Regions from separate parts of the Mus musculus genome. Here regions 2 and 3 are each linked to region 1. The links are chromatin contacts, called in public promoter capture Hi-C maps. All regions are on one chromosome and are shown on one strand. The core of a region is the stretch at or near the end of the contact, and the rest is flanking DNA. Distances in the headings are between cores, read along the strand shown.

What was found. Promoter capture Hi-C pulls out the DNA fragments that hold promoters and counts their contacts.
Region 2: a contact with region 1 is called in a promoter capture Hi-C map of liver, with 2.9 times the contacts expected there. The contact joins the promoter of Srd5a3 here to the promoter of Dcun1d4 in region 1. A contact is called at or near these places in 3 of 39 promoter capture datasets (the 3T3-L1 cell line, hippocampal neurons and liver).
Region 3: a contact with region 1 is called in a promoter capture Hi-C map of liver, with 3 times the contacts expected there. The contact joins the promoter of Clock here to the promoter of Dcun1d4 in region 1. A contact is called at or near these places in 2 of 39 promoter capture datasets (both in liver).

What each region holds. Positions count from the first base shown.
Region 1 is chr5:73,489,720-73,492,419 of GRCm38.p6, reverse strand. Dcun1d4 (DCN1, defective in cullin neddylation 1, domain containing 4 (S. cerevisiae)) reads right to left here and starts at 1,394. Exons shown (of 11, transcript NM_178896.5): 1 at 1,229-1,394. The coding sequence starts at 1,253.
Region 2 is chr5:76,139,018-76,141,717 of GRCm38.p6, reverse strand. It overlaps Srd5a3 (steroid 5 alpha-reductase 3), which reads right to left and starts at 1,445. Exons shown (of 6, transcript NM_020611.4): 1 at 1,170-1,445. The coding sequence starts at 1,390.
Region 3 is chr5:76,303,426-76,306,125 of GRCm38.p6, reverse strand. It overlaps Clock (circadian locomotor output cycles kaput), which reads left to right and starts at 1,334. Exons shown (of 23, transcript NM_001289826.1): 1 at 1,334-1,471; 2 at 2,624-2,700. It overlaps Gm7467 (predicted gene 7467), which reads right to left and starts at 1,250. Exons shown (of 1, transcript NR_152171.1): 1 at 599-1,250.

The DNA.
Region 1 (2,700 bases), core at 145-2,644:
CGGGCGGAGGTAGCTTCTCGCACGCGCGTTGCTATGCCTCCAAAGCGGCCCTCCGTACAAGGTAACAGGTCTTGACGCATCAGCCTCTACACCTGATGGCCAGAAATTAGAGAACTGCGTCACACACTGCCAAACCTACGGACCGCCGGGGACCCCGACAACCTCTTACGCCAATTCCTCCACCCCGCTTCCAGGACCCCTGCGGGTCGAGTCAGCTCGCAGACAGCGGCCTCCCGGTCCTGTAACCCCAGCCCGCGCTGACCTCGCTCCCCGTTGCTCGCCGAACGCGGAGGCTACTGCCAGCCTCGGGACACCTCCCGGGTACCCGGCCCCGCCCCCTCTCCTCAGTGCACCCCGAGGCTCAATGGTGGTCCCCTCCTAGGCTGGAACCGGGCCTCTCCAGGGAGGAGGCGCCTCCCCCAATGGACAGTCCAACGCTCCCCACCCCGCCCCAAGAGCACCGTACCCGAAGATGACAGCCCTCCCAGTCCCCGCTTCTCCCCACCTACTCTTCCTCCTAACTCACTCCGCACACCCTCCCCGACCCCTGTCCCAGCCCCCAAACTGCACAGCAGTCCTATCCGCCATCCACTCCTCCGGGGACCGCCTGTCCCAACACCTGCCCCCCAAGCCCTCTCCCCACTCCCGACCGCCGTCCCGCACACCGGACTCCACAACTCTCCCATCCCACCGCGGCGTCTCCCACTCCATGGCCCCCGTTACATCACCCCCCATCCCCTCACCGGCCCGGCCGCTGCCCCAGCTCCCCACCCATTGTTCCCGCCCCCGCCCCCAGCCCTCCTTCCCATTGTCCCCGCCCCCTCTCCCCTCGCACTCCCCCGCCTTCCCCGGTAGACCGTACGGCTCGGGCCCCGCAAGCCTCACCCTGTACTCGGACCGCAGGCCCTCTCCCTGCCCGCTCGTACCACCCCCGACCCCAGCTGCCAGCGCCCGCCGCCGTCTCCACCTCCGTGCACCACCGACTCTCGGCCCCCGGCCTTCCAGAATGTCCCCCCTCCCCCAACCGCGGAAAGCCAGCCAGTCCCCACCCCCTCCCCGCCGCCCCTGCCCCCGCCCCAGCCGCCCGCAGCGTCACGGCCCTCGGACTCCAGGAGGGGTTCAACCCGCTCCCGGGCCAGGGACTCCAGCGCGATCGGAACCGGAGAAGTGGAGAAGGGAGCGCAGGAGCGGACGCGGTGTGCGGGCCCGCTGGCTCTGTGCTACTCACTGACAGCTGCAGCATCCGAGTGCATTTTCGGGCAGCTCACACCCGCCTGCCGCCCGGGCTCCCGCGCTCCACTCGCGGTCCCCCTACCGACTCCCCAAACCTTAGCTCGCAACAGAGGACCGCCGGCTTCTTCTCCGGCCCGCCCATCCCGCCCTTCTCATTGGCTAGACCCCAGCCGGGGGACCGCCCCTCTTCGGCTCTCATTTGACCGAAGAAGTGCTGGTTGCGCCGCCTGCAGCTGGCAAGGAGGCCCCGCCCCCTAGACTGCAACGTGATTGGCCCCGGCGTCTCGCCTCCGACCGCCCCTGGTGGAGGCCACTGTTCGGAGCCGCAGGTTGGACCCAACGGCTGTCAGTCATTCAGGGGTCCGAAAGCGCGTGGAGGGGCGAGACTGGGGAATTGGTCCACCTTGACCCTGAAGCCCCGCCCTGTGGCGGGCGGATCCTGGAGCGGGAGACCAACCGAGAGCCCAGCCGAGAACCTGGGTTAAGCATCCGAAACAAAGCAGCCTGAGGGACCTAGAGCCAAGCTCCAGCCCACAGGGACTGGTGTTCCCTGGGAGGCCATCGGCCAGATCCCGCTACTGCCCGCGCCCGGGTCCCGCCGGTTCTCCTCAATCGTTTCCCATTGCGGAAAATTAGAAGAAGAAAAATATCTCCGCTTTCCTCCCCTTTATGCCACAACCTTTCTGTCCTCAACTTTGGAAATGCGCCTCTTTTTCAGAGTCAATTATTCAGAGTCATGCGTTACTTGCGCCAAAGGTTTCGAATGCTTCAGGCATTGAACGTCAGACACCTCTGCGGTCCCCAGACAGCGAGAGAAAAACCTAGTGCCACATTAGGCTCTGGGGTCAGCCTGACACCAAGATAAGCCAGGTCCCCTGACTATAAAAGTCTAAGAAACATAAGTCGAACCTGGCCAAACCGCTGTTTAGCAGAGGGAAGCGTTAATGGGGTTGTGATTGTTAAGTGTCCTAAATACTGCTTTTGTTGTTTCTTGGAGTTTTTCAGTACTTGAAAACCAGTTCTCCACAATCACAGGTAATGCAATAACGCTGAGATGTGCGAGGGTGGGCGCCCCGCCCCCACCGCAAACACACACTCCATGTCCAAACCTCGCTTGCCCCAACCACAGCCTGGACAGCCTGTAGATTCCGCCACACGCACTGGATGATATGACCAAAGATAACAAAGGGGTCCTGCGTTAGGATTCTGAATTCTACAGCCCAGGCTCTTGAGTTGTAGAGTTCTGAAATCCGGACAAATGTTACAAGCGCAAAACAGCTTACAGTCCTTGTTATCTACATCACTGTGTTTGTTACTGTGATATGTTCCATCTCATCGCCCTCTATTTCTCTGTAATTAAATTGAATCCCAATAACGCAATCTTTCATATTTGTCATTCAAATGCATATGATTCACTTCATCAAATTGCAAAATATCAGAATTGCATCTGAAGACAAGAACTCTTCA
Region 2 (2,700 bases), core at 196-2,695, 2.6 Mb before region 1:
AGTTCTGCTCTGAGTTCTGGAAGAAGGAAAGAATAATTATTTCACAATACTGTTAAGAATTAGAAGAAGCCCAGAGTACCAAGTGTTACCGGGATGAATACAGGGAAGGCCCACCTCTTTCTTGGCTGTCACACAAAGGCAGACTTGAGTGTAGCAGCTGAGGAGTCCCATCCAGAGAGACTGAGTATAAGTGATTTTTAAGTGTGCTTTGAACTCTGGGGACACTAGAACCTCTCTCAAAAGTCAGAAAATAAATTGCTATATAGCATAAGGGATATAGGCCAATCAAACCCGAGGATAAGAGGACGGTAGGATGGTCTTAAAATTGGGCCTCTAAGGAAGAGTTCTTCCGGGTCTTAATCTCTTTACCATTCATTCTTCACAATGACATGGTACTCTGCTCTCACACTAACCCCCTGAAAGACCCCCTCCAACAGTCAGGACATAGCTGGGGCCAGTTGATAGCCCCACCGCCATCTGCAGAGGTGGGCAACGGCTACAGATTTCTAAAGCAATCTAGATGAATCCGTCAGAACCCATCACATTCCTTCCAATTCAATTCTAAATGCAAATGCGTGATGAATTTCATAAAAAAAAATGACACAGCTTTATTATCTAGAATACTGTGTTAAGATGACTTCTCCATCTACATACTGAATTCATCGTGGAGTTAAAAAAAAAAAAAAAAGAAAGAAAGAAAGAAAAGGAAAGGAAAGCCATGTGGCGGGTCTCACATATTCTCAGCGGAGTCCATATGTACCCCGGAAGATTTTAGTATTTCACAACTTGGTTACTGAGCCTTCCGGGATGGGTTGGGGCAGGGCATACTGGGCTAGTTTGCCAGAGCACCTGTGGAGATGCAGGTTAGTGATGTCTGCACAGCCCCAGGGGAGCACACTCTGGACTTCTTTCTTGACTGTGACAGATCGGGCTGAGAACTGCGGAAATCGAGGAAGAACTTGCCTCCAAGTCCATGAATTTCCACGACCTCAAGTTCTGGGGAGGGGAAGCGGAAAACTGGGGGTAAAGAAGTCAGGGCGGCTCCCTGGGGGCCGGGCCAACTTGAGATGCTCTGTCATTTCCGGGGACGGCTCGGGGACAGCCCCTGGCTCACGTGCCTGCGCCGCCTCTGTTGCCCCCTGCCGGGCGCGCCCCGCCACCGACGTTACCTCTTGGGGACATCGAAGGCCCTGCAGACGGCGGGGCGCCGCGAGCCGGACTGCTTGGTCTTCCCGTAGCGGAGCAGGTCCTGGAAGAGCGCGCAGCTCGGCAGCAGCCTGGCGGGCGCCAGCTGCAGCAGCAGCGCGAACAGGAAGGCGGCGGCCAGCGCCAGCCACAGCGTCCGCAGGGGGTTCAGGGCCGAGAGCTCAAACCCGGCCCACCCAGCCATAGCCCGGGAGCCGGCTACAGATGCGCGCCGCCGCGCCGCCCTCCTTCTCTCACCCCCTCCCTCCCTCCCGCCTCGGCGGCGCGCTTGGCGGTGACGCGGCTCCTGGGCGGGACGCGCGGCCCCGCCCCTGGCTAGGCGCTCAGGAGCTGGGTTGTGCTCCTGCTCACCTGGTTTGAGCAGGCTGCGCTTTAGACTTGTACTGCCTCTAATCTAATTCCGAGATGCAACTCCAACTTGAAGTTCTGCAGGAGCATGCGAGACCACGTGCTACAGTCCAAGTCTTGTAGAGATACGTTACACCTATTTATTAAGTGGAGTGGAGCTATGCCAAGAGGTGTGGGTGGGAGCCCAAGACAGCTTGGGGGGAATTGGTTCTCTCCTTCCACCATGTGGCGCTTCGGGGATCCTATTCTAGAGGTCAGGTTCTCACCAGCCTGTGTAAGTTTCTATAAACTTTGACTGCGGGATTACTGCTGCGAAAAAGTGTGAAGAGAAATTTTGGTTGAAGTACAGGCTGAATTCTTGGCTGGGTCCCTAGAGGGGGCCCCCAGGAGTCAAGATGCGAAGGATCTTAATACCACGCTGGTCTACCAGAAGCACCAGATTCATTAGCATACTCCAGATGGGGATCGCTGTAAATTCAGGGATGACCTCTGGAAAGACCTCGGTGAGGGAATTCTACACTTTGTCAACTGTAGGCTGGAGCTGCTCCGGCAAACTCTGGATTTTGGAGTGGAAAAGCAGAGTAATGCCCTCAATGGACCTACGTTTTTCACCCATCTGCTCCATGGACAAAGTGTTTAACTAGCTGTGTCTGCTGCCTTTATGGCTAGGAATGAAAAGATTTGGAAGACCTTTATGCACTCATTGGCTCGAGTCCATGGGGCAGTGGGGGTGAGGGGGAAGGCAAGGTATGAGACAGCAAATCTCCAAAAACCTCCCTCCACGGATCTGGCTCAGATGCTGTCTTTCAGGCATCAGTGGAAAACACCATCACGTGTTAGATGAAGGCCTGGTTCCCTGTTGACAGCTGCTTAGTGGTATTTCAGGCTATCGGGTCCTTGAGTAATGCAGGCTACTCAGAAAGGAGGAAGCAAATGGGATCCAATTGTGTACCCCTATAATACAAGTCTTTATCACAGCCTTGCTTTCAACAGAAAAATGACTACACCCCTAAATCTGCCTTGATGCGTTTAGCCAAATTATGGTACACTCCCATTTTCTCTCTTAAAAAAAAAAAAGAAAAGATTACAGAGTGGGGGAAAAAAAGAATACTTTTATTTATAGATTGTATGTGTGTGTGTATGTGT
Region 3 (2,700 bases), core at 85-2,584, 2.8 Mb before region 1:
AAACAAACACATTCACGAGTTTATTGATTACTTTAACTGAACTTTCCAAAGGAATCTAGCCCACATCGATTTCAGCGCTCATGCATCTAGGCTATATCACCATGTTTTAATCTGTTTTCTGGTTTTTCCCTTCGTGGTGCCTGCTCTTTCATTAGTCACACAAGAAAAGATTATTTTCTTTCAGTATCAGGTTCACTGGGAAACAATCTTCTTGGCAGTAATTGCCAGCCTGAGACAGAGAACCCAAGGTTTCCTCCTCCACAGTGTCCTGCCTGGACCACAAGGACAGAGTGGAGAATGGGTGGGTTCAAAGGACGTGAACCTAAGCGAGCAGCAGATGGATTAGGACAGCAGAAACTGTGCCTTTCGATGGCGAAACGGTACAAAGACTGCCAAGGAAAGATTCTCCTGGCAGGGTTCTGGCTACGTAGCCAGGAATTTGAGGATTCTCCTCCTAGTTCACATTGCTGGGGGGGGGGGGGGGGGATCGCAGCTAATTCCTAGTTTTGAAGTTGGTTTTTTTTTTTTTTCTTTCCTGAATATACACCAAGAACTTAATTCTTATTGAGACAAACATTACCTTGTAGACAGGATTTTTGGAGCTAAAGAGTATAGGTTTATTTATTGCCTTCTGTTTGCTGTACGAGTTGATTTTTAAAAGAAATTGCTATGAATTAGCTTCTTTCCCAGTAATTCGGGTGCAGTAGCTAAGAAACCAGTGTAAACTAGGGTCCTGGTTCATCCGTAGCGCCATGCTCATCTTTTGCAGTGCCTCCTGCCTTTTCATAAAAGGAGCAAACACATCCCGACCTTTTGCTTCCCTGGCTACAGCCGAGGTCACTTGGGTCGTCCAGGTCCATCTCGGGGAGCAGCCAGCCTAGCGTGTCTCTAGGAGCCGGGAAACCGAGTCCCAGGCATCCCACGAACCTCCAGGAGAGGAAACCGAGCACTGGGCTGGAGAAGTCTAACTTGGCGTAGGCCAAGCTCTCTGCTTTCCCGGGGACAGAGGCACCATTCCAGGCGGCGGCTCCCACTGGTTGGGAGCGCCGCATCCCGGGGAACCGCGAGCCGCCCAGGGCGCTGCGGGCGGCCGCACCCTCCGCTAGGCCCCGCCTCCCGGCCTGCGAAGGGAAGGGGGCCTCGGGGCATCCCGGCTTCCCTCGGCGGCCGTGGAACGAGCTCACGCCGGCCTGCAAGAGTGGGATTTCCTCGGGTGCCCGGGATCCCCAGGCGCGGCTTCGGGGCTGCCTAACGGGGAAAGTCGCATGCGCGCCCGGCGCGCTGAGGGAAGGCGGCCGCGAGGGGAGGGGCGAGTGCAGAGCCTGGCCGGCCGCGGAGCCCCGCGCCCACGACGCATGCGCCGGGAGGCAGCGCAATCACGGACTCGGCTGGCGGCTACCGGCTGGAGAGAGGAAACCCCGGACGGCGAGAGCGCGAAGGAAATCTGGCCGCCGCCGCGCACGCGCTCCCGGTGAGTGCGCCCCACCGGGTGGGCCTCGGCCCGGCGCGCGGCGGGCGGCTGGCCTGGGTGGCGCATGCGTGCTCCCGGGTTCCGTGGAGGAGGGGAAGGCCGGGAGGGGGAGGAGCGCGGCGGTAGCGGTGAATTTTGAGGGGTGGGTCGGGGGCGCGCACTCGCCGCCCCTGGTGCTGCCGGCTCCCGGAGCCGTGGCGTGTCCCGGCTGTCGCCGCTCGGCTGTCGCGAGCCGCCGCGGGCAGAGTCCCGGGCGGGGGAGGGAGGAAGCCGGAGCCTCAGGCACGGTGAGGACGCGGGAGGGCGCGGGGGGCAGTGTGTGGGACCGGGGCAGGGAACAGGGCGCGGGGCGCCAAGGGGGTGCGGGCCAGGCCGGGAGGCAGGAGCTGCGGCCGGGGTCCGGGGACGCGGAGAGCGCGGAGCTCTGGAGAGTCGCGCTCAGCCGGGCCTGCGCCAAGTGTCCCGGGGCCGCTGGGGGTTACCTGCAGGGCAGGGGGGCGCGGTGGGTCCCGCGGGCCCCGGGGGTTCCGGGGCCGCGTCGCGCTTGAGACTGGGCGCGGGGTTAGCGCGGGGCAGGCCGAGTCGGCCGCCGAGAGCGCTCGCGCCCGGGACCCGCTAGGCCTTGTGACCCACTTTATTCCTGTCACCACTCGGGCACGTTTGGAGCGGCGCCCAATGGGGCGCTGGGGCGGCCAGCTCCTCCGCGGAGCCCCCGCCCTCGCGGCGGCCGGCGCGCGCCGGGATCCGCAGTCCGAGCGGCGGCCGCCGCCGCCCAGGGCTGGTTCCGTTAATGGTCCTGGTTCCGGGGCTCGGGCCGCGGGCTGCTCTGGGCCCCGGGTGTCCGACTCGAGTCGCGTGCGCCGCGCCGGGCCGCGCTCTGCCTGTGGGGCTGGCCGTCCTGGATGTGGTCCTGGCTGTCCCGGTACCGGGAGTAGCGCCACGAAGTTTGTATCTTTGTGGGGTGTTTTCTGCCGCTGTGGAAGTCCGAGGTAGTCAGCAGAATCCTGAAAGATGAAGGAAGAGCTTTGGCCTCTGACCTGACAGATGACAGATCAGGCCGTGGTGTTTTGATATTGCAATGCCGAACCACACACTGCATGAAGCCTTTCTAGATGCTTTAAAAACAACAGACTCTGGTGTTTTCTATTGCAGTGAAAGAAAAGCACAAGAAGAAACTTTTACAGGCGTTGTTGATTGGACTAGGGCAACGATTCCCAAAATCACCAGCA